5 separate regions of the Mus musculus genome follow, and all the other regions are linked to region 2. The links are chromatin contacts, called in public Hi-C, HiChIP or PLAC-seq and promoter capture Hi-C maps. All regions are on one chromosome and are shown on one strand. The core of a region is the stretch at or near the end of the contact, and the rest is flanking DNA. Distances in the headings are between cores, read along the strand shown. Region 1 overlaps Atf6 (activating transcription factor 6). Region 2 holds the start of Uhmk1 (U2AF homology motif (UHM) kinase 1). Region 3 overlaps Atf6 (activating transcription factor 6). Region 4 overlaps Rgs5 (regulator of G-protein signaling 5). Region 5 overlaps Atf6 (activating transcription factor 6).

The links. Promoter capture Hi-C pulls out the DNA fragments that hold promoters and counts their contacts. Hi-C and Micro-C count contacts between places; a contact is called where the count stands out from the background. HiChIP or PLAC-seq counts read pairs in DNA pulled down with a chosen protein or histone mark.
Region 1: a contact with region 2 is called in a promoter capture Hi-C map of the HPC-7 cell line. The contact joins the enhancer-like site here to the promoter of Uhmk1 in region 2. A contact is called at or near these places in 15 of 39 promoter capture datasets (the 3T3-L1 cell line, 3T3-L1-derived adipocytes, the HPC-7 cell line and 11 more), 14 of 484 Hi-C or Micro-C datasets (CD4 T cells, the G1E-ER4 cell line, LSK cells and 11 more), 13 of 115 datasets of contacts at active chromatin or transcription factors (astrocytes, bone marrow-derived dendritic cells, bone marrow-derived macrophages and 9 more) and 2 of 9 other capture datasets (liver and macrophages).
Region 3: a promoter capture Hi-C map of the HPC-7 cell line shows a contact between it and region 2, with 5 times the contacts expected there. The contact joins the enhancer-like site here to the promoter of Uhmk1 in region 2. A contact is called at or near these places in 11 of 39 promoter capture datasets (the 3T3-L1 cell line, the C10 cell line, the HPC-7 cell line and 7 more) and 3 of 115 datasets of contacts at active chromatin or transcription factors (embryonic forebrain, large pre-B cells and stem cell-derived neural progenitor cells).
Region 4: a contact with region 2 is called in a Hi-C map of neural stem cells, with 6 times the contacts expected there. The contact joins the enhancer-like site here to the promoter of Uhmk1 in region 2. A contact is called at or near these places in 1 of 39 promoter capture datasets (hippocampal neurons) and 2 of 484 Hi-C or Micro-C datasets (embryonic fibroblasts and neural stem cells).
Region 5: an H3K27ac HiChIP or PLAC-seq map of microglia shows a contact between it and region 2, with 6 times the contacts expected there. The contact joins the enhancer-like site here to the promoter of Uhmk1 in region 2. A contact is called at or near these places in 5 of 39 promoter capture datasets (the HPC-7 cell line, HPC-7-derived erythroid cells, cranial neural crest and 3 more), 1 of 484 Hi-C or Micro-C datasets (Th1 cells), 3 of 115 datasets of contacts at active chromatin or transcription factors (bone marrow-derived macrophages, epiblast stem cells and microglia) and 1 of 9 other capture datasets (macrophages).

What each region holds. Positions count from the first base shown.
Region 1 is chr1:170,844,452-170,850,067 of GRCm38.p6, reverse strand. It overlaps Atf6 (activating transcription factor 6), which reads left to right. Exons shown (of 16, transcript NM_001081304.1): 4 at 851-951. Among named protein-coding and RNA genes, the nearest start is that of Gm29733, 3.7 kb to the left of the region's middle. Within about 2 kb of position 4,132, at least 100 of the 459 cell types and tissues checked have an H3K27ac peak or open chromatin away from gene starts, as enhancers often do. A contact at or near this core is called in the G1E-ER4 cell line, the HPC-7 cell line, LSK cells and 6 more, where this site is marked.
Region 2 is chr1:170,211,018-170,216,923 of GRCm38.p6, reverse strand. Uhmk1 (U2AF homology motif (UHM) kinase 1) reads left to right here and starts at 1,517. Exons shown (of 8, transcript NM_010633.4): 1 at 1,517-1,951; 2 at 4,396-4,688; 3 at 5,702-5,893. The coding sequence starts at 1,684.
Region 3 is chr1:170,792,950-170,798,239 of GRCm38.p6, reverse strand. It overlaps Atf6 (activating transcription factor 6), which reads left to right. Exons shown (of 16, transcript NM_001081304.1): 11 at 3,470-3,583; 12 at 4,184-4,283. Among named protein-coding and RNA genes, the nearest start is that of Gm25235, 37 kb to the left of the region's middle. Within about 2 kb of position 2,294, at least 71 of the 459 cell types and tissues checked have an H3K27ac peak or open chromatin away from gene starts, as enhancers often do. A contact at or near this core is called in the HPC-7 cell line, where this site is marked.
Region 4 is chr1:169,668,961-169,674,748 of GRCm38.p6, reverse strand. All of the region lies in intron 1 of Rgs5 (regulator of G-protein signaling 5), which reads right to left. Among named protein-coding and RNA genes, the nearest start is that of Rgs5, 16 kb to the right of the region's middle. Within about 2 kb of position 2,793, at least 30 of the 459 cell types and tissues checked have an H3K27ac peak or open chromatin away from gene starts, as enhancers often do. A contact at or near this core is called in neural stem cells, where this site is marked.
Region 5 is chr1:170,727,815-170,733,292 of GRCm38.p6, reverse strand. The region is part of intron 15 of Atf6 (activating transcription factor 6); the gene reads left to right. Among named protein-coding and RNA genes, the nearest start is that of Gm23523, 21 kb to the left of the region's middle. Within about 2 kb of position 3,827, at least 27 of the 459 cell types and tissues checked have an H3K27ac peak or open chromatin away from gene starts, as enhancers often do. A contact at or near this core is called in Th1 cells and microglia, where this site is marked.

The DNA.
Region 1 (5,616 bases), core at 2,883-5,382, 630 kb before region 2:
AGTGGAGAGAAAGTGGGTACAGAACCAGCACATTTCCCCAGTAAACCCCTTTCATCCCTGCCCTTCCTAGTCTCTAGTCTCCTTCATTTCATTTCTTATTTTGCTCAATCCCTGTCTTCTCTCATGGAATGTGAGTTACCTGAGTGTTCTCCAGCCCAAGTTCCTGATCCATAGATTCTGGGAACTTAATAAAATGGCTGTTTCAGCAAAGATTTAGTTACACAGCAGTAATAGAAAACTGAGTGTGTGTGTGTGTGTGTGGGGGGGTGTAGCCCAGTGGTAAAGTGTTTACCTGGCATGCACAAAGCGTGGGGTTTGAGATTCAGCTCCTGAAAACAACAACAAACTATAGCAACAACAACAATCAACCAAAAAACCAGACATAAAACAAAAAGCCAAAACTCTAGAGTGAGCATTGACCTTGTGCTTTTATGTTCTGCGGTGGGGGGCAGGCGTAGGTTAGATAGGTGAGTTGATACAGTGAGGGTGAACAGGCAGATACGGTTCAGATGGGAGGCTGCTGCTTATTCATGGTTCCTGTCTGACTCTGGGTAGTTGGCTTTTTGTCTACGGCCTAATACTGAAAACAGAGAGGAGTTTATAGAGTAGAACGTTTCGCCTGCTCTTGTTCCTCAACCAAGAAAGCCAGTGCACCAGTTTCTTCTTTTTCTCCAGAGAGTTAGCGCAGGAGTGACTTCCTACAGGAGTACAAGTGATTTTGAGTTTTTCATTGAAATGATGTTTTTGTAACCAAACTGCTAATTGAATTTTCAAAGACCATTTTGCCCATCTTATTGTGAGTTTGTATGAGTTGGTGTGTAAAACTGTCCACCATGTCTTTCCCTGACAGACATGAAGGCAGAGCCCCAGCCTCTTTCTCCGGCTTCCTCCAGTTGCTCCATCTCCTCTCCTCGGTCCACAGACTCGTGTTCTTCAACTCAGCACGTTCCTGTAGGTGGCCAGTCTCTTGTGATGTATTTATTGGGTTTAATGCCATCTGGGAAATGGGGGCTGGGGTGGGGTGGGGGGAAGGCGGTTGACATTAATGTTTTGAGTAATCTCATTCTCTGAGGAAAAGAGACTTGACAGGGCCTTGTGGGAGTGAGAAATCTGTTACCTCCTGGGTTCGGCTCCCTCCCTTTTGTTCTTGCTTCCTCAGTGCCCAGTAGTCTTTGCTTACTGGTTTTCTTTTCTTTCTGTACCCATCTTTCCACTCCCTTAGAATATACATTCTTTAAGGACTTGGAAGAATGTAAGATTTATAATTCCTGGGTCATAGAGTTCAGGAACTCCTACCATTATCTTTCAAATTAACTAAGATCTTTACAAAAGTCTGATAGCTCCTTTGGAGTGCATCCCTGGCCCTCACAACAAAAGCTTTGAAATCAAGGAAATGGAATACCTGATTTAAGTAATGGGAAAGGCAAAGTACAAGAAGAAAAATCAAATTAATATTTCATATATTTTAACTTTTATAAATTGAGCCATCTTTATTCTGGCAGGTTCTATACTTAGCAAACTTCTAAATTTTGGGAATTCTGTTTGCTTTGGGGTGTGTGTGTGTGTGTGTGTGTGTGTGTGTGTGTGTGTGTGTTTAGGTAGATGACAACCTTCAGGAGTTGGCTTTTTCCTTCTACCATGTTGTTATCAGCTGAGTTTTTGGGACCTGCACGGCAGGCATTTCTCCCTGCCGAGCCATCATCTCCCCAGCGCTGTATTCACTAGGAATTCTAAGATTACTTTTTGCTTTTGCTGGGCCATCAGCACCTGACCTTAGGATAAAAGCCATTAGGATCTTACCTGGTGGTCTGTCTACCAACTCTCCAAACCTTTCTTAGTAGAGTCACCTTCAAAAACAACTCTTAAAATTACAAAATGTACTATGTCCTTTGCCTTAAAGCCGTTTAATTACTTCCTAGTGCTCAAAGTGTGGAGTTCAGATTCTCTGTGTGCTGGTCCTCCAGGTCTGCCGTGCTTACAAACACTTTCTAGTTATTTCAGCCTTGCTTTGTGTTGCCCTTCCTATCCTCACTCCCCATTTAGCTTGTGTCCTGTGAGTTTCTTCTGAGAACTGTGCACATGGCTCATGCAGTCCTGTGCTAGGCACTTTGCAGCACTGGAAGTAGGGTCTCTGTTGTTATAGTGTTAGGGGGTTTTGTTTTTGTTTTGTTTTTTAATGAGACAGCATCTAACTGTATAGCTTCTTCTCTTGCTGCTGTGGCAAAACCCCTGACCAGTGCAACCTAAGGAGTAACGGTCTCTTTTGACTCAGTCTGTCATGGATGGGAAGGCATGGCCGCAGGAGACGAGGCTGATGGTCACATCGTGACCATGGTCAGAAAGCAGACAGACAAACGTCCCTGCTTTGCCTGCTTTCTCTGTTTCTGAAGCCTGACACCTCAGCCCATGGAGCAAGGCTGCCCACATTCAGTGTGGGTCTTCCCACTTGAGTCTAACTAGGAAGTGCCTCACAGTTATGCCTAGGAATCTGTTTTCAAGGTGGTTCTAGGTCCCGTCAAGTTAGTAACCAGTATAAACCAGTACAGCAGTGAAAGGGACTTCTGACTTGTGGTCCTGCTGCCCCAGCATCCCAAGTGCTAGGATTGCAGGGTTCTTTTAAAGGTAGTCTTACTGTGTTGCCCAGGCTGGGCTTCAGTGCAGGAATGTGCCACTGTGTCTGGCCTGGGTTGTTTCCTTCCTTCCTTCCTTCCTTCCTTCCTTCCTTCCTTCCTTCCTTCCTTCCTTCCTTCCTTCCTTCCTTCCCTCCCTCCCTCCCTCCCTCCCTCCCTCCCTCCCTCCCTCCCTCCCTCCCTCCCTCCCTCCCTCCCTCCCTCTCTCTCTCTCTCTCTCTCTCTCTCTCTCTCTCTTTCTTTCTTTCTTTCTTTCTTTCTTTCTTTCTTTCTTTCTTTCTTTCTTTCTTTCTTTCTTTCTTTCTTTCAGCAGGATTTCACTGTGTAGCTCTGGCTGGCCTGGAACTTATTATGGAGACTAGGTTGGCCTTGAACTTGTAGAGATCCTTCTGTCTCTGCCTTCTAGGTGTAGAGATTAAAATAATAACCAGCACGCCTAGCCTGGTTATTCTTCTTCTTCTTTATATTTATATAAGGTGCACATATATTTATTTTATTATTATTGTTCTTACTAGTTCTGTTATTGTTGCTGCTGCTCTTCCTCCACTTCCTCTTATCCATGTCCTTATCCTTTTTCCTGCCTTTTACCTCTCTTCCTCCTTTCCTTCTATTCTTCCTCCTCCTGTTACTCAAAAGCTTATCACTCAGAAAGACATTCTCTAATTTTTTATTGTTTTTTGTTTTTGTTTTGTTTGTTTGTTTGTTTTTTCGAGACAGGGTTTCTCTGTAGCCCTGGCTATCTTGGAACTCACTCTATAGACCAGGCTGGCCTTGAACTCAGAAATCTGCCTACCTCTGCCTCCCAAGTGCTGGGACTAAAGGCATGCGCTACCACCGCCTGGCTAATTTTTTATTCTTGTTCTCTTGCTTACACTGCCTTTTTATTTGGAATGATCTTAAATTTGCAAATATATTGTGGAGATTTTTGTCTGAGCCATTTGAGGGTCAGTTGGCCACTGAATTCCAAATTCTATAATGTCTACCTCCTATGAACAAGAATGTTTTTTTTAACAACAATACAGCCACCAAAACCAGGAACTAAACATTGATATATAACAATAATCTCATCTGTAGCCCTGTAGGCATATTTGTTTTAGCTATTTTATTTGGTTTTTATGTACCTCTTTCTCCCTTCCAGCCCTTATTCCTTCCAACCCCCCATCACCAGGTAGTAGAGAAGGAAGGGTGGAGGAGAAAGGAGGCTAGGTCTCTTTAAACTACTTCCTGCTGACTAAAGCAAGTCTAATCTTCCGCTACCGGGAAGTCCAGCTTCTTCTGGTCTCTTTCCTCTCAACCATCAGCAGCAGGAGCAGGACCCAGCAGGGGGTACAGCCGAACAGCCAGGCTTCTTCCTTAGTGTTCCCCTGCCCCTCAGAGTTCCCTCAGCCCCCTCTGGCATTTGGCTTTTTTTTTTTTTTCTCTCGCTCAAGAGTTCCCAGAATTAAGCTATCTGCACTGGGCACAGATCCTGCCCCTGCTGGAGCACGAGGCAGTCAGTCTGCTGCTGTGGATAAGCTGAAGGAGGCCACACCAGGGATTAAAACAGAAACATGTCTCCGTAGCATAACTGAGGTTAAAAGAAACCAAAACTCGCACTACCCAGTCCCGGTTTAGATTGTGCAATTTCCCATGTAGCTCCCCTTAGATTCAGACCAGCAAAAGCATCAGGTTATGTTGCATGTGGTTGTCTTTCTGCTTTAATTTTCTTTATTCTGGAACAATTCTTCCTTCTTGACTTCGTGCTTTAATGACCTTATCATTTGGAGTGCCAGACGTTTCCTCAGGATTGGAGTCAGCTTTAGTGTCTATGGCAGGAATGCCACAGAAGTGGTTTTGTGTCTGTCTTTTGTTTGTTTGTTTTAGCCTCTCTCTCTCTGTCTCTCTGTCTCTCTCTTTCTCTCTCTTGGTTTTTGAGACAGGGTTTCTCTGTATAGCTTTAGCTGTTTGGCTGTCTTGGAACTTGCTCTGTTTACCAGGTTGGCTTGCAGCTCATATAGATCACCCACCTCTGCCTCCTAAGTCCTAGGATTAAAGTAGTAAGGATGTCACCACTACCAGATCTGTTTTTGCCTTTTGAGATAGGATCTCACCTAGTTCGAACTGGTTTAAAGTTGCTATGTAATGGAAAATGGCCTTCAACTCCTGATTCTCCTGCTTTCACCTCCCAAGAACTGAGGTTACAGGTGCAGGCCACCCACACTCCACCTTGTCATTTATTTTTGATGATAAGATTCAGTTTGATGACAGTTTGAGGTGGTCCTGTTACTGGTGATGTTCACCTCAGTCAGCTGACAGCATCTGCTAGGCTCTCAGCCAAGAAGCTGCTCTTTTCTCCCTTTGCTAGTTGCCAGTATTTTGTGAAGAAGGTACTTTTAAACCGTGGAAAAGTACTGCTCTTAAAATAATAAGCTGGGCGTGGTGGCGCACGCCTTTAATCCCAGCACTCGGGAGGCAGAGGCAGGCAGATTTCTGAGTTTGAGGCCAGCCTGGTCTACAAAGTGAGTTCCAGGACAGCCAGGGCTATACAGGGAAACCCTGTCTCGAAAAACCAAAAATAAAAAAATAAAAAAAAAAATGAACATTTACTTTTTTATTTTGTGTGTCTTATGTATGGTTGTTCATGATGGCTCACAGTGAGTGTGTGAAAGTCAGACTCTTTCTACCACATGGGTTCCGGGGGTTGAACTCAGTGCCTTTACTCGCTAATCTGTTCTCCTGCCCGAATGTGCGGGTCTTTGTCAAGCTATCCATCACCCAGATACTTGTTAACATTAGTGTTGACTTACTGTTTCCCATTGGGTTTAGACTGTAACCATTGCTGTGATTATTTATTCTGGTGTTTGTGTTGTCTCGTATTTAGCCACCAGGAGTCGCTGTCTATGGCTCCTGTGATCTTTCACTAGGCTTCTGTTGGGCTCAGCCATGTTACATGAAGGCTCTCCTTCCTTGCCTTGCCTTCTTAGGTCCGTGGGTCCCCTTGTGAATG
Region 2 (5,906 bases), core at 268-2,767:
AACATTAAGATTCTTTAATCAAATAGGCACCCTGCCCCCCCCCAGTAAGAAGTCTGGAGGATGGTTTTAGGAAGCACAATGGATTTCTACCAAGCTGTCAAGGATCCAGAAACCTTTTGCATTTCTTCTGGGTCATGAATGATCTAGACTTGCGTTTATTTGTCCCTATACACCCAGTTTCCTCTTCTTCCATTAGTTATGAATTTTATGTGAATTTTCTAGCTTGTCTGGAGCTAGCTTGGGTCATATGACTAGGTAAGCACTAGCTAATGGGATACGACCAGAAAACTCAGTACCATTTTGGCTATTTTTGTGCTTCTTTGGTCTCTTTCCCCATTCTCAAAACCATGAAATGCTGAAAGACAAGGCAAACACATAGGTCACAAAGATAAAAGTCCACTGAGATTGGCAGAACCCTGCATTATTAATTGTAGAAGGGAATGCTTCCATATCTAAGACAACATACTTTGGGCTTTTTGGCACAATAGATCACATCCAATTAATATATTAATATGTTGCTTTTATTCTCTCAGTTGCTTCATAAACAGGATGACTAATCTGTCTTTATTTTTTGTTTTGCTTTTTAAGATTTATTTATTTCTATATACACTGAAATTCTGCCTGCATGTTTGTGTAAGAGTGCCAGATGCTCTGGGACTTGAGTTATAGACACTCGTGAGTTGCCATGTGGATGCTGGGAATTGAACCCTGATCTGGAAGAGCAGTCAGTGCTCTTAGCTGCTAAGCCATTTCTCTAGCCCCAACTAATCTGTCTTTAGCTTTACGCTTATTTTCTTAAGCAGGAGATAGGAAGTAACAGGGAAGAAAACACAACATCTAAGTGAGTCAAGTTAGATCTTCCAATAAATCCTTGTTAGTTATGCAGGAAGGTCTTATTGACTAGAGAGAGGGCGTGGTCACAGCCACTTCTGAGAGAGGCCAGGTATTTCTTTTGTGTATATTACTGTTCCAAAGAAAATCGGAGTTATATTAGAAAGGGAGGTGGTAATGATGGATATCAGGAAGATGTGAAAGCACGTAGCTTTCAGCTTGAAACAATAGGTAATAGAAAATAAGATAGCTGCACAAGAGACAAACAGTTCAGTGGCTATGAGGAAATACTGATCTTCCCCAGGACAGGACTTTGGTTCCCATCACCCAAACCCGGCAGCTCACAATCTCCTGTAACTTCAGCACCAAAAGATATTACACCTTCTTCTGACTTCTGCACACATGAGGAACAAATACACAAATATATAAATACAAATATAATAACTCTTTAAAGATAAATAAAACAAAAAAATCAATAATCATATATTTTGCTGGAGCCAGGGCCTTCCTTGCGCATTCAAGGCAAGCACTTTACTACTGTGCTACACCCCATCTCTAATAATTAAGTTTAATATCTCAGTTGTTTTGTGCTAAACAATTTTCCCCCTGGAGGCCCCGCCCCTCTTAGGCCCGCCTCCTTCAGCCTCTAGGATTGGCTTTCCCCCACTTCCGGCTGGGTCCGAGTGCACTCCGGCTTCCGGTGTCATGGCGGCCTGAGGTCCGGGGAGTCGGTCGGAGCGCTGCAGGCCCCTCCCTGCGGAGCGGCGGGTCCGGGCGGGGATGTGACGGCGGGCGCCGCGGGCCTGCCTGGCGCGTCGTGTCGGCTCGCGTGTCCTCGGCCCAGCCCGCACCATGGCGGGGTCCGGCTGCGCGTGGGGCGCCGAGCCGCCGCGCTTCCTGGAGGCCTTCGGGCGGCTGTGGCAGGTCCAGAGCCGCCTGGGCAGCGGCTCGTCGGCCTCGGTGTACCGGGTGCGGTGCTGCGGTACCCCGGGCTCGCCCCCCGGCGCCCTCAAGCAGTTCCTGCCTCCGGGAACCACCGGGGCTGCGGCCTCGGCCGCGGAGTATGGTTTCCGCAAAGAGAGGGCGGCGCTGGAGCAGTTGCAGGGTCACAGGAACATCGGTAATTGTGGCTGTCCCCCATGTCCTGCCCATGTCCCGGCTCAAGCATAAGCGTCCTCCGCCTGGCCCCCGGTCTTTGGTCCTGTAGGTGGGAGGAGAGGATCGGGCCTCACTAGTTGTCACGCGATGCAGGTCCCTTTTCAGTCCACCTTTCCTTTGCAGCTGTCTGAGGTATACGGTGGAAGTGATTATTACATAGCAAATGCTTAGTAAAGTCCAGTTTGCTTAGGTTTTCATCCGGTAGTTAGAAAGTGAAAGGCATGAGTTTGCCAGGTTGTCATGTCTTGAGTGGAAAATTTTGCATCTTTTCCAAATGGAAAATATTCTAGGGCATCCAGTGCCATCATTGACATCAAATGACATACTACTGAGAACGGAAAAAAAAATACATATTTCGTGTGAATTTGGGAGAGGGAACCCAGTGTTACCTAGAAGTTAATGGAAGTGTGATATTTAAGAGCACAGCGTTTGCTTCAGTAAGACTTTCATGACTCAGAGATTTAGAATGTAAGCTTGTTTGGGCCACAGATATATGGAAGCAGTCCTCGTTGCTAATCCACGTACAGGCAGAGAGCTTGTAAGCGGTTATAACTTTGGTTAGTAAAGAAGCGTCATAGATCTTGGCAAATAGAACCCATGTGTAGCTTGAAGAAAGTGTTTGTTTATTTATTTATTTATTTATTTATTTATTTATAATACTACATTGATAGAATGTCCTAATGCTAGTGTGTTTTTCTTTTTTTTCCTTAATCTTACTAAGCGGTATATCACTATAGCTTTGGTGTTTGACAGGAACATTTTTTGCATGCCTCAGTACTTGTTGAATCTCTTGCGTGATTACATTAGAATGTTATTTGTAATTGATGTATATAATATGTGTGTGTGTATATATATATATATATACACGTATATATATGTGTGTGTGTGTGTATACATATGTCTATGTATATACACATATATGTATGTGTGTATATATATATATACACACACATGTACACACACACACATATATATATACATATATATATATATATGTATATATATATATATGAGCATAGAATGCTGTTTTGGATCAGGCAACCTTCAATTTGCTCTTAAGGGTTACTTAATATCATAGGTTTTTAAAGTAATTTTATCTTAAGACCTTAAGGGCATATTCACCCACCACTGAGTGTTGAGTTCTTGGTGAAACACAGGTTGAATAATTGTGCCATATATCGCCATACTTTATTTTATTTAACCCGGCTGTCCAAAGATAATGCTCGCTCCCTGGAAGAATAGTGGAAGTTTCTTGCTTATCATTGTCATTTTTATCCGTGGGGTGGGGTTGTGTGGGTGTGTCTCAGTGGTTAGAGAGCCTTTGCTGTTCTTGCAGAGGCCCGGAGCTCAGTTCCCAGTGTTTCCAGGGATTTGGGTGCCTACTGCCTTGGTGGCCAAATGACACTGGGGTAACGCTCGAGGAATTTTTCATTAGACTTTAAAAGAAAAACCCCAGGGCAGGCAAGCCTTAAATCTCAGTAACTGCTCTGAGGAGGGGAAAATAAAATAGAGAAAAAGCGATGACGCTTGTGGTAAGCAACATGGAGGGCAGCCATGTGTGGAGGGGAAGTGGGGAGTGGTCAGGCAGCCAAAAGGCCTGAAGAGGAGCTTAACAGAAAGTGTTTGAGAAAAGCATAGACTAAGACGACTCTTACCTCTCTTAGCATTTAGGCCCTTAGACAGGTCATTGACCCACCCAACTGGATTAACTCTTTTTTTTTTTTTTTTGAGATAGGGTTTCTCTGTACAGCCCTGGCTGTCCTGGAACTCACTTTGTAGACCAGGCTGGCCTTGAACTCAGAAATCCGCCTGCCTCTGCCTCCCAAGTGCTGGGATTAAAGGCGTGTGCCACCACGCCCGGCTTAAAAGACAAATCTTGTTTTTTTTTTTTCCCCAGAGCTGAGAACTGAACCCAGGGCCTTGCGCTTGCTAGGCAAGTGCTCTACCACTGAGCTAAATTCTCAACCTACTGGATTAACTCTTAAGGGAAGAGACAGTGCTAAGTCTGCCTAGAGCAGTGGTTCTCAGCCTGTGAGTCAAGACTCCTTATGGGGTTGAGTGACCCTTTCATAGTGGTTGAAAGCATATCAGATATCCTGCATATCAGATATTTACACTAGGGTTCATAACTAGCAAAATTATAAACATGAAGTAACAAAAATATTGTACGGTTGGGGTCACTGAGGCACTGTATTAAGGGGTTGCAGCATTCGGAAGGTTGAGAACCGCTGAACTAGAGGGAATCTCAGTTTTTTACTATAACAGCTGTCTTGCATGTGCATGTATGTGTGCACACATGGAGATAAAATCCTCTTTATCTCAAATTCATATAGCAGAGTTAACTATTTGGGTAATAAGTAACTATGAATTGATCTTTTTAAGTATTGTAATTTTTCCTTCTTCTAGTGACTTTATATGGAGTCTTTACCATACACTTCTCTCCCAATGTGCCATCACGCTGTCTGCTGCTTGAACTCCTGGATGTCAGTGTTTCGGAATTGCTTTTATATTCCAGTCATCAGGGCTGCTCCATGTGGATGATACAGCACTGTGCCCGAGATGTTCTGGAGGCCCTCGCTTTTCTTCACCATGAGGGCTACGTCCATGCAGACCTCAAACCACGAAACATCCTGTGGAGTGCGGAGAATGAGTGTTTTAAGCTTATTGACTTTGGACTCAGCTTCAAAGAAGGCAATCAGGTAAGAAATACCTTTTATTCTCCGTTGTGTTTTAAAAACCTCGTGGTCCAAGGCAAATATTTTTAACAGCAGTGGTACTTTAAGCCGGGCGATGGTGGCACATGCTTTTAATCCCAGCACTTGGGAGGCAGAGGCAGGCGGGTTTCTAAGTTCGAGGCCAGCCTGGTCTACAGAGTGAGTTCCAGGACAGCCAGGGCTATACAGAGAAACCCTGTCTCGAAAAACAAAAAAACAAAACAAAACAAAACAAAAAACCCCAAAAACCAATGGTAATTTAGGGACTGACGGTGTACTTCCCTAGTACCAAAGTGTTGCTAATGTAGCAAATTAAAATAATTCGGTGGTGCTGTGTGAAAGAAGGACATAAATTTAGGTCAGGTAAGAGTTAGTGAGGCTCAAGAAAGCTCAGAAATTACTAAGCGTACTTAGCCCACATAAAGCTCTTCAGGCTCTGTCAGCCTTTGGTGAGTTGCTGGGTCGCTGTTTCTTCGGTGATGGAACTCTTATTCACGGCTGATGGTGGATGTGACCGTCCAGCCAAGTCCTCCTTTCTCTATGATTTATTAGGTTTTTGGAGAGTATCTTTCTTGTCAGTATATAATAGGTAAGAAGTTATCTTAAAAAAAAAAAAAAAGGACTTCTTTTTGAGCAACTGTATGGAACGTGTCCAGCTTTCCTGTGCTAACTGTCCAGTTAAGGAACTGAGGAATTATGGTAGATAAGGACTCAGATTCATGGCATTTGTCAGTGACCTTCTGTACCACTGAAGAATCCATGAATGGATGGAAATCGAGATACTTTTTTTGTTGTTTTGTTTTGTTTTGTTTTTTCGAGACAGGGTTTCTCTGTATAGCCCTGGCTGTCCTGGAACTCACTTTGTAGACCAGGCTGGCCTCGAACTCAGAAATCCGCCCGCCTCTGCCTCCCAAGTGCTGGGATTAAAGGTGTGTGCCACCACCGCCCTGCAAGCGAGACACTTCTTATCGGCTGTGATGTTTGTTCATCTTCTGTAGGACGTAAAGTATATTCAGACAGACGGGTATCGCGCTCCTGAAGCAGAGCTGCAGAACTGCTTGGCCCAGGCCGGCCTGCAGAGTGATACAGAATGTACCTCAGCTGTTGATCTGTGGAGCCTCGGAATCATTTTACTGGAAATGTTCTCAGGAATGAAGCTGAAACATACAGTCAGATCTCAGGAATGGAAGGTACACTGCGGGG
Region 3 (5,290 bases), core at 1,045-3,544, 580 kb before region 2:
TTTTACTAGATGTGTTGAAATACTCGATGCATTGTGGCCAACCAGAGTTTGCCGTGCTTCAGAACACTTACAGTCACCCTCTTCTCCAGTCACTCTTGCACCCAGTATGGACTCTCAGTCCACACCCCTCACTCTCTCCCCCAAACCATAAAGTTTTTGCTTTCTATTCTGTGGACACGGTGTGTTACACTTACTGATTTATATACGTTGAGCCATCCTTGCATTTCTGTAATAAATCCTGCTTGATCATGATGTATTGCCTTGTTCGTATGTTGGCTTTGAGTTGCTAGTACTTTGTTGAGAGTTTCAATAGCTATGATCATCAGAGATTTGGGTCTATGGATCCCTCTTTTGGGTGTGTTCTTGTCTGGTCTTGATGTCAGAACAACTTTGGAAGGGCTTCCTCTCTTTCACTTCATTGGGCTGGTTTTAGAAAAGTTTGCATCAGTTCTGTTTTGCTAGTTCGTGTTTTAAGTCTCATTAAGGTGCCAGGCTGGGCCTCAGCTTACCCATGTTCCTATCTCAGCTTTTGGGACAGCAGGCAGGCTAACATGTGGCATCATGCCTGGCTCACACTGGCTCTTCTTTGCAGTTGCAGTGCAACTGTCTAGCCTGGCCTTGTGCTTTTATTTGGGGGGAGGGTGTGTGGACTTTATAACAAATTCAGTTTTCTTACTTGCTATGGGCCTGTTCAAGTTTTCTATATCATCACCTGTATTTTTAAATGCCTCATTTTGTTTCAGTTTAGGAGAGTTATGGTTTAAATAATGGAAGGATAGATTATAATCCTATTGTTCAACCATGTATTTGTTTGTTATTAGCATATTACCACTAGCAAATTTCAGTTGCACAGATTTTTTTCAGTGTTAGAAGTATATCTGTATATATTCATATCTGTATTTTTAATAGTATAACTTATCAGCCAAATGGGACACTTTTATGAAAGAATAGTAGTATAGTGAGAGCTGGTATTAATTTTTACCTCAGGACATAGGGCATCAGGCTTAAATCACAGTTGTCTTCTAGTAAACAGGAAAGGGTGGTTTCCGCTTGAGGCATCGGCCACAGTGTCTTTAGGAATTCTCATCAACTCTAGCTTCCAGCATTGCTCTTTCCTGTAGTGATTTATTTGCTGAAATTTCTTTTATCTGTATAGGACGGCTTGCAGAGAGCCTGGATCTCTGACTGTCTTTGGGTTAATAGGGTCTGATTGTCTCCAGATTGCATGCTCGCTTAGACTCTCCCCTTCTTTTCTTCCTCTAACCCTGTCCTGTCTACCCTTGCATTTCTCCTACCTGATAGTTTTCTTCTCTGTATTTCTAGCTGTTAGAACAAAGCTAACCAGCCCAGGTATGCAGAAATCATTGCTAGAGATTAATCATATGGAGAGAAAATTACAGGTCAAAAATACAGTTTTGAAATCAATTTTGGAATTCCTGGTATTATTAAGTATGCAGGTGTGATTTTCAAATAACCTGTGTGTGTGTGTGTTCCATATAACTTTAGCTTCCACTTCTTTTCTCTCATGTGTGCCATACTCAGAAATCATTACTTTTATTCTGAAATTAGTTGTGTGTTGAGGGTGACTTGGGGGGCATGTGTTCATTGTGGCAAATCTTGGCTAAGTGAGTCACTCCCTAAAAGACTTTTCCTTCTGCATTGTTAGAGTTTTTACCCTCCCTCCCTCCCTCCCTCCCTCCCTCCCTCCCTCCCTCCCTCCCTCCCTCCCTCCCTCCCTCCCTCCCTCCCCCCTCCCTTCCTTCCTTCTTTCCTTCCTTTTTTGACTGGCTGCTGTTCGTAGTATTAGGGATTCCGTGCAGGGCTTTGAATAGGCAAGTACTCTACCACTGTGGTATTTCCTTGCCCCTGGATAATTGAGACAAACTCTTGCTCTGTAGCACATGCTGGCTTTGAACTTGTGATCTCCTGCCTTCGCCTCCTGTGTGCAAGCTTATCCTGCCCACTCAGTCTTCCTTCTTCCTTTCTGATTTTCCTTGTAAGCTTCTCCTTTGTCCAGATCCCAAGCTTTAAAGCTGTGAACTCTGTTTATGTCCTGCTAAAGTGACTCATCTGTACCACAGCCTCCAGATGCGTAAACACGGGTGATTCTCAAATTTCCGTTCACAGATCGGACTTCTCATACACATGCTCACATACCCAGTCATGTCTTGACTTTTTTCTTTTCCATATTTAACTAATATTTGGTTTTGGTACAATTCTCAGGCTTAAGGATAAGTTGAGGTATCTCACTTCTCACTTAGTAACTTCCCTTTTATTCAGCAAGTCCTAATTATGAGCCGGACTCTGGCTTCCTGACTTCCTCTTCTGTCTGTCCCACGTGCCCAGAGCTCTTCAGCAGCTTTCCTTCTGAGTCTTTTTCTCACTTGCTTTTGTCTCGTATACTCTTCCCCTAGTTTCTGCGCAGCTGGTTTCCTCTTGTCTTTTAGCCTTGCCATCTATGATCCTTTCCCTAGTTTTATCTGAAGTAGATCCTGCATACTTTGCTGTTTGAGTCCTGTGCTGCTTTTACAACAGTTAATATGGTTTTGCTGTATTTTATGCATTTGTTCTCTTGGGTTTGCTCTGCTTTTCCTGTTAGCTCTTTGAGAATAGACTGTTGCTCTCTCTTGGGTTACCCAGCACATAGGTGCCGCTCCACAAATATTGAATGAATAAGTAAAAAGCATGAAGCCTACCATGTTCACTTGTATATATATATATATTTTTGTATTTTAGCATACCCAATTTGTAAATTCATAGTATCTTATAAAAAAATACAGAAGATTTCTTAGTGAGCTAGATTAAGATACAGACTGAAGGATGTACACAGTAGTAAATGGTCCTGGTTCATAATCTGATTTTCAACTCGTACTCTAGGTAGGAATCATGTGACATAAAACAGTAGCAAAGGGACAAACGTGTACTTTTTAAGTTATTGAGTAACTAGTCATTGTCATTTAGTGTTTTGTTAGTGATTCAAGGTCATCCATGGTTTTAAAATTTTTGTCCAGCTTTTCAACTTTGTCATTTTTCTCCTGCCAAACATTTTAGGTCTTCCTCTACCCCCACTTCACACAAACTTGCTTGGAGAGACTGAGTTTGTTGACACAGTATGGCAAATGACCACAAACCTGTAGCCTTGTCATATAACAATCATGTCTTTTCCTGTCGACTGCTAACTCAATTAATTTCTCCTCCACTCCAGCAATAGGGAAGTTTATTGAATTCACACACAGCAGGTGCTGCCCAGTAAATAGTAGCTAAGCAAATGTGAATTACTCTGCCAGCTCTTAGAAACTGAGAGAATGACAGTCCACCATATGGTTTATATTTAATTCTTTCTGTTATGTTCATTTCAATCTTACAACATGTTTAATTTGGTATATGTTTATTTTAATGAAAACTGACAGTAGTAAGCTTTATAAAATTTATGATACAAGGAAATGATTTTTGTCTGTCTTTGTTTCAGCTATGATCACTCTGTGTCCAATGACAAAGCTTTAATGGTGCTAAGTGAAGAGCCATTGCTTTATATGCCTCCACCTCCATGTCAACCCCTGATTAACACAACAGAGTCTCTCAGGTAACGGGTGTGGACTGGTGCAGAAACTACCGAGTGGCCTCCCATGGCAAACTTCAAACTTAGCAAAGCATTTCTTCAGCTTTAGTAAGAGGCCAAGAGAATCTGACTTGCATTGGATAACTGCAAGCCAGGATAACAATTGTCCAGGTAGCGATGGTGATGGGTCCATTCATTGTGATGGTCATCTGCTTAGGTGGGTCTTGTTTGAATGAAAGGATGAAGTGAATGTTAAAATTTAGGGTAAGGCTAGACTTGTGGACTTAATATTCTCAGCAGATAATATCCTTTTTTTTTTTTTTTTTTTAATTAGGAAGGTGATATCTGACTATGTTATTCTGGACATATATTCCATTATTTCTCTGAATTTTGAACTTATGATTGAGGAGGTTACCTTATAACAATCCATGTCTTATTCAAAATTTAAAAAAAAGTATTAAATGTCTTAGTTTTCTTTTTTTTCAAATTAAATCAAAAAGCATTGTAATGTAGTCAGATATGTTGGGCTGTTCTTTGGGTCCTATAGAACAATTAAATTAATTTTCAACAAAAGAATAAGCCAGTTAACTACTATCAAATATATTTGATTACTTTGTTTTATAGGTTGAACCATGAACTTCGAGGCTGGGTTCATAGACATGAAGTGGAAAGGACCAAATCTAGAAGAATGACAAATAGCCAACAGAAAGCCCGCATTCTCCAGGTCGGTTCTGCTTGTGTCTGAAGAAATGACAGTTCAGGCTCTGGGGATCCCCTCCCAGGGGACTTGCTTTCTTCCCTGGGAGATTTGGGAACTTCAGCCTCATTTACTTCTCACTGTGGCTGCTTCTGATGCCGCAGCCATTGCTGCTGCTTCCTGTACTCCCATTCCGTCTCTCTTCTCTCTCTCTCTAGCAGGCAGGGTACTGTATCAAAGTCATTAACTCTGGCTGTTAGAACAGCCTCAGCGTCTTTGTAGCTGGATGAGATAGAAAGTCATCTCTTACTTCATAGCTCTAGGCTTTAGGAGGAATCACAATGAAATAGCTTCCAGGCCAGGGAATGTAAATGCAAATGTTGAAGCCCCAGGACAGATCAGTTTGCATATTTACAGAAGCTCAAGAAGTTGAGTAAAGCTGGGGGTTGCTGTGACTGAGGGGAGAGTGGTCAGATCTGAGAGAGCTTAGCGAACGCTAGGGCTCTGGTCTGAACTTCAGATTTCATTCTAGGCATGAAGGACACCACTATTTGGTGAGGGGAATGACTTGATCTGATTTATATATTTGAAAAGTCTTTTTGGCTAGGACTGGTAGAGCTCATTAGTGAATTTGGGAGCAGGATTGTTGACTTCCAGGCTAGCCTGAAATATATAGTGAGACTTTGCCTAAAAATGAAAAAGAAAGAGGAAACAAAAATGATCATTCTAGGTGCTACACAAAGCAGACTGATGGGGAGTGGGAGTGGGTGTAGGCAGGTCAGGTAAACTGCATTCCAGTGGTCTAGATGGGAGGAGATCTTTGGGTCTATTCTTCTGTGTTAGATATGAAGGGGTAGGAAGGAATGGAGACCTAAATATATTTGAAAGTAAAACTGTTAAGGAATTGCTGCTATAAAATAAAAAGGAATTGGTGATAATTTCTGTGTCTTAGGTGCTGGATTAATACTGATGCCATTTATAGAGACAGAAACTGGGGGAGGAGTTAGAGACAGGAGTTAAGAGCTTTAGATACA
Region 4 (5,788 bases), core at 1,544-4,043, 540 kb after region 2:
TGGAAATCATCTGCTGCGGGGCAGGGGAAGCGACAGCTTATATTACACAGTGAGTGAGATGTTCTCCCTTTGAGTTCAGGCTCTACAAGTTACACAAACTACCTGATGTTAAGTGTTTCTGGCTTGGAAGTTGGGTCTGGTGAAATAGTTAAGTTCTCAGACTTTTGAGATGATTTGAATTGCTAGCTTTAATTGCATAATTATTGTTTTCAACCAGCTCTAGCCCATGGCTTCCACCTATAAGCACCAAATGAAAGCGTCAGAAAATGACATAGATCACTTTTTTTAAATTGTAAAGGGCTCCTGGAAAATTCTAGCTCTGGAAGTAAGACTACTACCATATAATATTATCTGGGATAAAAAATTGATCATTGGGAGTTGACTGGACAATGTATACAGCACTTGTGACTACCCCCTGCTGGCCAGTACAGAGCACTACTGTCAGAGATACAAGGTCTATCTTCTCCCAGGCACACTTCACTATCCAGTAAAAAGAGTCATCTGCCTCCTGGACTCCACATGCCTCTCCCGCTGTGCACATATGGAAAGCTGTTATTAATGTTGAACTTGACACAACATTGCATCCACCAACACTTCTATAAAGACGAGTGATACACTCTCATGTTTGGGGGTTTCGTATTGTTTGGTTGGTCCTTTAAGATTTAGGCTTCCTCCCCCTCCCCCCTCTTCCCCCACTTCTATTTCTTTGTTCTTTTCTCTCTTGCTTCACTGGAGTCATTTGCTTTTGTAAAAGGCAGGAAGGTGCTGGTTTACAATTTCTCATGCAAGAGCAATAGTCAAGTATGAAGGGGTAAAGGTAACAACAGAGTTTAAAATAGTCATTCATTTCTTGCGAATTTACAAATTGATTATGTTTTCTGTGCCAGGTAGTACATAATAAATATACAAACACCCATAGGCCTTGGTCTTTGCTTTTAAGATGCCTATAGCCCATTGAACTCTTCCACTGGGGTTTCCGGAAGGAAGCAGACCCTGAACAGATAGTCTCAGTTCCCACTAGGGTAAGTCCAGGAAACTTCTCAAAAGAAGCAGAAGTAGAGTTGGAGAATGGCCAGTTGTCACTCACTTGAGCAAGATCATTTTTGTTTCTTATAAATCTGTTAACATTAGCCTGACTGACCTTTCAGGGCAGAGAGAAGGCCGCGAGATGGATTGCTTGATTGTGAAATGTAATGCAGTTCATAGTACAAAGCGGTATTGAATGTGGTCATCCTGTCTTCCTATTCTCAATGGAGATGACAAGGGACCACCATGCTGCACCAAGCTTGTGACATATTTGGCATGTGTGCAAGAAAGAGTTAAAGGTAGAGAAAGGGCTCTTCAAAAAAAATGTTTCCATGTAAAGAGGAGGCCAACTATTTTATTAACTTGGGTTGGATCAAATTGTCTTTATCTGTCCATTTATCGATGCATTTTACCATAAGGATTGTTTATAAATGATCACTCATTTCCTAAGATGGTATACACACACACACACACACACACACACACACACACACACACACACGAGTGAAACAAAACTCTAGAGACATTTTATCTATATCAATTGTCCAGTGGCCATTTGTGTGTGTTATGTGATCTAGAAAAGACGTACTACTTATAACATCACTTATTTTTTGAAAAATCATGTTCTGATGATGAGCCTCAATTGGTTGTTTACCTGGTGTGTAAGATGCCCTGGGTTTGACCTTCAGAACTGCATAAACTGGGCATAGTGACAAAGACCTATAATCCCACCATATAGGACGCAAAGGTGGATAGATGAGAACTTTAAAGTTATCCTTTGCTCCATAGACATCATGAGATATATAATACTTATAATATATACACTTATGTGTGTGTTTGTGTATACACACAGATACAAGCATGCATACACGTGTGTTCCTCTTCTCAGAGCTGATACCTATACCAGAACACCAGGTATTCTCTTCCTCTTGGCCTTGGGAATGCAAGAAAGAGGGAACAGTGTGCTTGGGAGAACTCTGTTGCTGAGGCTTTGTCCCTGGCCTAGTATATATAGGCTGAAGAAGAAGACATTGAAAGCTCATCAGGAACTGACCTACTTATTCATTTGTAATCCTGAAGAGAAGGATGAGTACGATGAGTAAGATTGCATTCACTCTCACCAAGCAGTAACCAATGAAAATAACCAGTGATAAGGTTCCAGCCAGTCTGAATACTTGGCAGCCTCACAAGAACAAAGCAAGCAAGCAAGCAAGCAAAACCCTCCAAAAAGAAAAAGAAAGAAAAAAAACCCCACAGAATTACTGCATGGCTCTCAAGAGTTCCCAGAAAAGAGCTTCACCCTCCATTGCCTTCCTTCCTGTCAGAGCCTCACACAGTGTGGGAATAGTACAAATCAATGGGAAAGCCAAAGAGGTTCAAACTCACCAAATTCGTTTCCCGTTTCTAGATAAACTTGAGCGTATCTGACATTAATTGAATTTCAAAATCATCTCTATCTGGAGAGGAGAACTTTCTAATGTGTTTACCACATCAGCTATGGTCCCTCGCTTTCTTCGACTGCACACTAGGCCCTTCCCTCTGGCTAAATTACATTAATGCTGATTAACACCAAATGATTTGTGTCTCCTTGGGTCTGTTATCCTTTTGTGTTACAAGGAAAAAGAAAACTTGTTTTGAAATAAAATCAATTGGAAATGCCCGGTGGAGCATTTAATCAGAGGGAGAGAATTCTGGAGATGAGTCACACTTTTCAAGCTGCAAAGGTCTGAATAGTAGTAGCCTTGTGCAATGGTAAAATCTGTTCCCTGTGTGGGATGTTGGCCAGGGGATAGAAATCCCAGAAAGCCACAGACCATCTTAGTCTTTCCTGCCAGCGAATAGACTGGATGCAAGTTTTAACCTTTAGATGTATGTGTGCAAGGCCAGCACCAGGACACTACAAACAGAAGTATGGCTGGATGAATTTTTTTTTTGAAATAGAACTATATTCAAGAGAACTTGATTGAGAGCCGATAGAGAGGCTCTGACTCTAGATGTTTCAAGGATTAAGATGGTGTTTCTGGCCCTGGTAGTGTCTGGAACAACTCCAAAGGGCTCATTGCACACAGGAAACTACATAGTAGGCATTTCCCCATCGTTAGAAAATACTGATGGGACACAAGAATGAAGAGATGATGTGTGTTCTTGCTTCCTAAAAAAACAATAAATTCCTATGGAAATGCATACACACACACACACACACACACACACACACACACACACACACACACACACACACCTGTTAGCTACCATCTTCAGCCACCCCCACCAACTCCCTGGGATCTTCTGAATCTGACTGCTTAACATGGCAATCACCTAGCATGACTGAAGACACATAAAGCCACCAGATGACTGCCAGGACCATAAAGTGGCTGAGTTCTGTTTCTTTCTTTAAAGTAACCGGAGACAGAGAAGTGAGAAGCCGAGGCCGGCGATGAAGCTTGGTGAGTGCATGCCTAGAATGGGCAAGAGCCTGGGTAGATTTCCAGCCCCCCCGAAATAAAAACAAGAAAGAGAAGAAAATGGAAAACAAGATAAAAGCTGGTGGGCGGGGCTTAAGTGGTGCACGTATTCAATTATTCAGATCACTTATATAGGGTCTATTTTAATGAGAAGAGAACCTGGGTGTAAGGAGAAAACTTACATTCCACCATGTTAAAGAGACAGAGGGGCAGTAAGGGTCCTGTGCTTGGGACATATCTGGTAGACACAGGAAGGTTTAAGTCTAGACGCCAGACACAGTTCAAGAACACTCCTCACAAAGAAAGGCTCTCTGCAAGGAGTTTGGGGAGTGTAGGACCTCATTTTCAAAACTGGTTTCCAAAAGACTTGATCTTTTTTCCTTGGTCAGGGTAAAATTCAAGGCAACCCAAATCTTTGTTGCAGATGCCCCCTGCTGGCTATGAAGAGGCATGAGCTACAATTGCTGTAGAAAGAACCTTGGATCTGGCTAACCTTGCAGGCTTCTTCCACAAAGGTGAAAAGACTATGTGTTATCTTCCCTCCCCAATAAATACCCATGAAAACATGTCCAGCACACACACACACACACACACACACACACACACGCGGGCTTGTTTTCGCGCACAAACACACACACACACTCACACACACACAGAATGCTTTTTATTTACCATCTTCGGCTACCCCCTCTCAAATCTTCTGAACATGACTGCTAAAAATCAATGATCGATTCTCAAGACCAGGAAGAAGGCAGAACCAGACCATTTAGATGGAGAAAGACTCCACTCCACCACTCTACCATTTCCATCTGGCTAAAAACAAAACATCCATGGTGTTTGTTATAGCTATCCATCAGCGTGTTGCATGAGAATTTATACCTAATTTCTTACCTCATTTTCATAATTTACTTACAGTATCTTAGGCAAATGACCCTAGGGTTAGTCTGTATAAAATATCCCTTGATGATGTAAGCTGTAGGAAAGTGGAGAAGGATGGCAGAAAATACAGTGTCCCCGTTGTTAAATAACTGAAATGTGGCTTCAGCAATGACAGCTGTCTCCCAAAGCTCATGTGATTAATTACATTAAATGACATTCTGAACTATAAAATGGTTGAAAAAAATGGAATTGACAACAGCTGTCAATTATGACATATTTATAGAAAACACATTTACCTCTTGCGTCCTTCGAGCTCTTGTTACCTCCCACCATTTCCTGTCAGACTTAATCACAACAATTGCCATTCTGTGCTCCAGCTCTTACCTGAGCTGTCCCCAAACAGTTGTCACTCAGATGCCCTCACAGGCAAAGGCCACAAAACACTAGTGGGGGCGGCTCGGGCCCAGAAACTGTTCACTTCGTAAGCAGGAAGCATCCAGAAACTAGATGTAAAAAAATAATGCCAGGCACTGTGTACATATAGTCCCCAGGTAGGAGAGTTGGTGACACACAGATCCTTACGTTCTCACTAGGCAGACTAAGCTACTTTGTGAATTAAAGGCCAGTGACAGGCTCTGTCTCAAAAAGAAAGAAAGGAAGAAAGAAAGAAAGGAAGAAAGGAAGGAAGGAAGGAAGGAAGGAAGGAAGGAAGGAAGGAAGGAAGGAAGGAAGGAAGGAAAGAAGGAAGGGAGAGAGAGAAAGAAAGAACCCTGAAGAATGATAATGTCCTCTGGCCTCTCCACAAATGTGTGTGTGTGTGTGTGTGTGTGTGTGTGTGTGTGTGTGTGTGTGTGTGTGTGTATTCACACACACACACAGAGGTAGTCAACAGAAAACTTGTCTAGATAAGCTAACTTCTTCATAAGACAGAGTACCATTTCAAAACCTGGGCCATACGCAGTTTCTTCTTCTGCTCACTTACTTAACAGTCTAATGAGCAGCATCTTTGCTGTGAGCCTGCCCCATGCCACACACTACTACTTGTAAGAAAATCTTCTGTGGAGCCAAAGACAAATCTGTTAGCCTTTTAGCTGTTATACTTTTAGCTGCTCACAGTTGATACGCTGTGAGATAGGTGTAGGGCACTGGGCATCTTTCTAACCAGATATGCACTTCTCAGTGGTGATAAACACTTTAGAAAGCTTTTTAGAAAGTCCAGCCTCGGGTCAGGCCATCTCTACCTGTTCCTGCTAGTCTGATCAAGATCATTGATAATGGGCTGTTTGCTACAAATGACTTTTAAAAAAATGTGTGTTCCATACCAATCTCTCTCTAGTCATAGGAGTAATGCTCAGATTTGAATTGGTAAGCCCACTGTGGATCCCCGTCCATGTTAAATCAGGCTTGTAAAGAGGGAGCTA
Region 5 (5,478 bases), core at 2,578-5,077, 510 kb before region 2:
AGCTGAGCCAAATCTCCAGCCCTGCTACCTCTTCTTAAAAGGCCACAGAGCTTGCTCTTCGGGGGAAGCATCCAGAGACAGACCTAAGGTCAAATCTGATGCTTCCACTTCACAGCTATGTGTTCTGGGAAAATAATATGAACACCTAATATACAGATTTATGATGTAGTAATAACGGGCCCTGCTTGGTACCTCATAAGGTTTTAGTTTGGTTTGGTTATTGTTGTTTTGATAATGTCCAACTTTATTTTGTTGTTGTTGAGATAGCATCTTGCTATGTAGTTGTGGCTAGCCTGGACTCACTATATAGTATAGGATAGCCTTAAAGTCACAGAGCTCCATGGTCCTCTGCCTCCTGAGAGCTGGGATTAAAGGAATGTGCCACCATGCTCGACAGTTATAAAGTCTGTTTTAAGGATTAAATAAAGTGTGTATTGGTTCCCTTCTTGTTTTTATAACCTTTCCCACCCATCATTACTATAAGCCATTATGCTCTTTCTCATAAAGTATTTTATTGCTTTTGTATGTCTAGTTGCACTAGGTCCTGAGCATACGTAACCACAGCAGTGTGCATGGCTGTTACTCAGTAGTGTAACCAAACTTAGCTCCAATAAAAAGCAGTGTACAGACTGAAAACAGCGCAGGAAATGTAGCAAATTCTTCAGTAATCCCTCCCTAACCCTCTGTTTCTCCAGAACCTTTCCAAATAGCCCATTTCTGAACATTCGGCAGTAGGCTGAGCCATTGTGTTGCCCAAAAAGTCACGGTTGACCTGAGAGCCTGGTTTGGAGATTCTACTTTGTACATTAGGCTTATTTTCCCAGACAAACCCAAACTTAACAGAGTGTGCCTGTCACATCGACTGGGGTCTCCTTTATACACTGGGCTTCTGTGGGAAGTGTTCTTCTGTATTTTTATCTTAACTGTCAGATATGAGTCAGCAGCAGAACTCTAGCTCCTGAGGAAATAAATTAGAACATGTAAAATGGAGGGCTGACTCATGGGTTTGCTGTGATGGAGAGGCCAGCCCCTCCATCTGTTTCCCACCAGAACGTCCTAGTCCAACAAATCTCATCTCTTCCATGTCTCCCTTCTCTGGAGCCCTTCAATGGCTCCCTACTGCTACCGAGATTTGTCTGAAGCTCTGTGGACACCTCTTCTCCCCTCTGCGCGTCATCGCCCCCTTCCCGCCCCATGCTTGGTTCCTCTGCAGCACCTCACACAGTGCACCACCCAGACGGGATGTGTTTCCTCCACTTACCCACCCAGAATTTCCCCAGCTCAAAAGAATCCTCCAGGTCTGGCTTCAGTGAACTTATTCAGAAAGCCTTCTTGTCTCCTTTCTATCGCCCCCACTGCCAGGGTAGGCAGCCCACCTCCTTGTTCTCCCTGCCCTGTACTCCTTCCCATCTCACACTTAGCCCCTCTGTGTGTTTACATAGCTGCCCGTTTTACTAGATGGCAAGTGCTTTAATTGAGGGCCAGGTCTTACTCATCTCTGTTTCTCCAACACCCAGCACATAACAGCTGCTGTGTAAATATTTATGCAATTGAATCATGTTGATCATAGGAACAAACTTTCGTTGGGAGAACATACCTGTTGTCTTAAAAGTCTGGGGGAAAATTTATTTCTAAGACCCTACTAATTGAATATGCGAGTTATATTAAATTGGGAATGTTAGTCACTGCTTTCAAAATAAAGATTAAATTAAGCATATTTGTAGCTTTTTAAAGATTGTGTCATATCTTAGTGCAAGACCCCAAGTAGTGACTATACTTTGGTTGTTTAGGGTTCATGATGCCCAGCTGCAGAGTAAGGTGTTTGTGTGTTTAGAAGTATTTTGACTGGGTGAGCTAATGGTATGAAAGGAAAAAGCCACTGTTGGTCTGGAGGAGCAGTTAGGTACCCTTCTGTTGCCTTCTCTACTTTAAAGTTTTTTATTCCCCCATCCCCACCCCAAGTAAAAGAGGCTCTTTGAAGAAATTTATGGCCTACACTTTCTAAGTCATAAACCAACCTAGTTTTCAGGCAGTAGCTTGACTTCTGTGGAGAGTAACTATAACCCATATAAACTATGCTATTAACCACAACCCATATACACTATGCTGTTAACTATAACCCCTATACACTGTACTGTTAACTATAACCCATGTAAACTATGTTGTTAACCTAACCCAAATATACCATGCTGTTAACCATAAATCATACACACTATGCTGTTAACTATAACCCATATACACTATGCTGTTAACCATAACCCATGTAAACTATGCTGTTAATCATAACTCATATACACTATGCTGTTAACCATAACCTATATACACTATGCTGTTAACCATAACCTATATACACTATGCTGTTAACCATAACCTATATACACTATGCTGTTAACTATAACCCATATACACTCGGCTGTGAATCCAGTTGCTTAACACAGAGGACCCCAGGGTTTTCACTGAAGAAACCCAGAAAACAACTCAATGATTCAGGTTTTAAAAAGACCAGAATTCAAGAAGCTGATTAGGCAAATTTATTTTTAAAATGAAAGAAAGATAGGAAACTTGCCAAATTTTTTAGTGTTTTTGTAACACTAAATGGGCACTTAAGAAATATAATGCTTTAATGCACTGTTTTCTCTCTGAAACTGTTTGTACTGTGTGATAGAGATCTGCTGCTGCTTCAAGTTAGTCTCCCCCTCCCCTGTTCTTTCCCTACCTCCCGTTCCCCTCTACCTCCTCTTCTCTTCTTCCTCTCCTCCTCTCTTATCTGTGATTGAAATAATAATAATAATAATAAGTATAAGTATAAGTTTCTGGATACTGTTTTTAGGACAGACAGATAAATCTGTTGTTTTCCAATATAGCCAGTGCCCTGAGTTGTTTTCACTGTGGTATCTTCACTCTCAGTCACACTTGTGTGAGCAGTAGGAGTACTGCAGTCTTTAACACAGTGATGTCACAAGTGTTCACCCCTCATCCCTTCATCACCCCAGGAAAGCAGTGGCCCATGTACACTGATGAACAGTGGACACTGCATCGATTTCCTCCACAGAGCATGAAGCAGGGGAAGGAGGGCAGGTTAGACCCCAGCATCGCTGATGCTCAGAGCTGCTACCTGGGCCCTGGGATGCACAGGCACTTTTCACTCCTTGCTGTATTGAAAGTATGTTGCTTGCTGCCATTAGATGCTTGGCATAACTAACTCTTGATGTAACCATGTAGTTGGATACTAGTTTCTCTTTTGCAGTTACAATTACAAACACTTGCTAGCTAGTAACAGAAAGAGCTAGCCTTTAGATCCATAATGGATTGTGAAGCCTGGCATTTCCACTCCGCCACATCAACTCCACATGGTAACAGTACTCAGGTTTTACACCTTAGAACATTCTGGAAACCTTCCATAAGTACCATCACAGTGAACAACTAAGAACTGTGCAAATGTAACTTGTTACCCTGTATCTTGAAATAAACAAGCTGTTAGTCAGAGTGGCATTATGGGTCATAGCCTGAGCTCCTTCTGCTCAGTCCCTCCCTTTGCCTCTCATCTAAGAAAGCGACTCAGTCTTCGAAGCCTCCCTATGGCTCAGATCCTCAGGGCCCTCGTGCTGTTTTCTCCCAACTTGCTTGATTGTCTTTCTCAGTTCTGTAGACCCTGACCAAAGCAGTCCTCTCAGTGGCTTACTCTGCATGACTGTCTGTGCTTCCCGTGTAGCCTGTACCATTCCGTGCCTTCCTTTACCCCTAGCCACCCATCATTTTCAAACACTATTTGCTTCTCTTATTTCCTGTCTACTCTACCCTCACCATTAGAATGCAAAGTCTGTAAGAGGAAACCTTTGTGGGGTTTTTCCCTTTCAGTTCGAACACCTAGACTAGGCTAGGGCCCAATAGTGATTCAGTAAATATTTAATGAATGAAAGTAGACTAGAAAGTGGAAGTAAAGAAGCTTTTTCTTAAAATGATATGTCCTGAAAGTGTACGAGTTTAGTAACCCTAGTCTTCTGGTCCACATTCCATGCTTCTTCAGCTTGCAGTCTCATAGGCTAACATCCAGAAAAAGATTCAAATGATAATATAAATAAAACCAGGTTAATTGTGAATACTTTTTAGGTGATTTGCATCTTAAGTAATTGTTCCTCAGTTACTATACTATGGGGATGTAGGCTAGCCCTTCTTTGGACTGTCTCTGAGAAGCAATAATAATGAGAATGAATTACAGAACTTAAAATAAACCTGAAGAATTTGTGGGCCTGATTCCTAAGGTCTAAAATGAGACCATATGTCATTTCTAAGACTGGCACAATTCTAACGTGAATCGTCACAAGAATGTGTGAAATGCTTAGTTTTCTTTATAACTCAGTTAATTCTGTTTATAAGGTGTTCTGCTTATTCTGGTGATAGACAATGGATATTCTATAACTTCCCTTAATCAACATGTGTTTGAGTTTCCCCTTCTAATGTACAAAATAGATTTTTTTTCTTTTGACCTCGCTATTTTATACTGAAGACGGCTGAGCTCATGCAGCCAGGTTTGCCTGCCGCAGGGAAACTCCAAGCATTGCTTCCTCTGGGTTACCCACAGGCCAGACAAGCCAGAAAGCAGGCCAGGAAACTCAGGCGGAACAGGCCTGTCTGGTCAGGAAAGGAAGTATGTCTACATCATGTCCCTGCATCCCTTGCCACTCTCAATTAAGAATATACCCCTGTAAGCCAGGCCGGTGGCTTTCCAACTCTGCACAGATTTTGGCAAATAAGGTTAAACGCAGTGTTGACATCTCAGCCTGGTTAATTTCTTTGTCAGAAATTTCCTTGAGAGAGAATAAGATCCAGTTCCCTAAAGATTCTGTATCCTTCTGAGCAGGAGGCAGCTTTCCACGCTTGTGTCTGAATAGGAGCTGTCAGGTGCACAGCTTGAGTAAAGAGTGTGGTCTTCCTATGAGACCGCTGCTATGGCTTCAGACACAGTGACCCTGCAGCTGTGGCAACAGAACAAGTCTGAGAAAGGAAGATCCCACTTAGTTACTGAGGCTGGGACTTGATCCGTAGTTTATGCTAAACTCGTACTTGAAAATAAAATGGCAGCACCCTTGGTCACCCGTGTCTTACCCTGTTTCCATCAGCTCCAGAAGGAGCTATTCTTTTGAGCACTTTTATATATGTGCGGATGGGGTTGAGACAGCTCTGTGGATTTTTTTGGACAGAAATGTCCTTAATTTATTGTAGCCATTACTTCTGTCACTGTACCAGATAATGTGTTTGAACTTAGTCTTTTTCTAAAACGCCACTCAATTCTTTCTCTGCTCATTCTAGAAAGACTTTTACTGGAAGACCTGTAATTATCCCACAAAACAGCAATAAATATAATCTTAAAAATAAGTTTAGTAATTTCTGTTAGATGTGATAATCTTCTACAATGTTTCATATCCCATCCTGTGAAATGTTATTAGTTCTTCTCAACCCCCTTATATATTTAGTCTA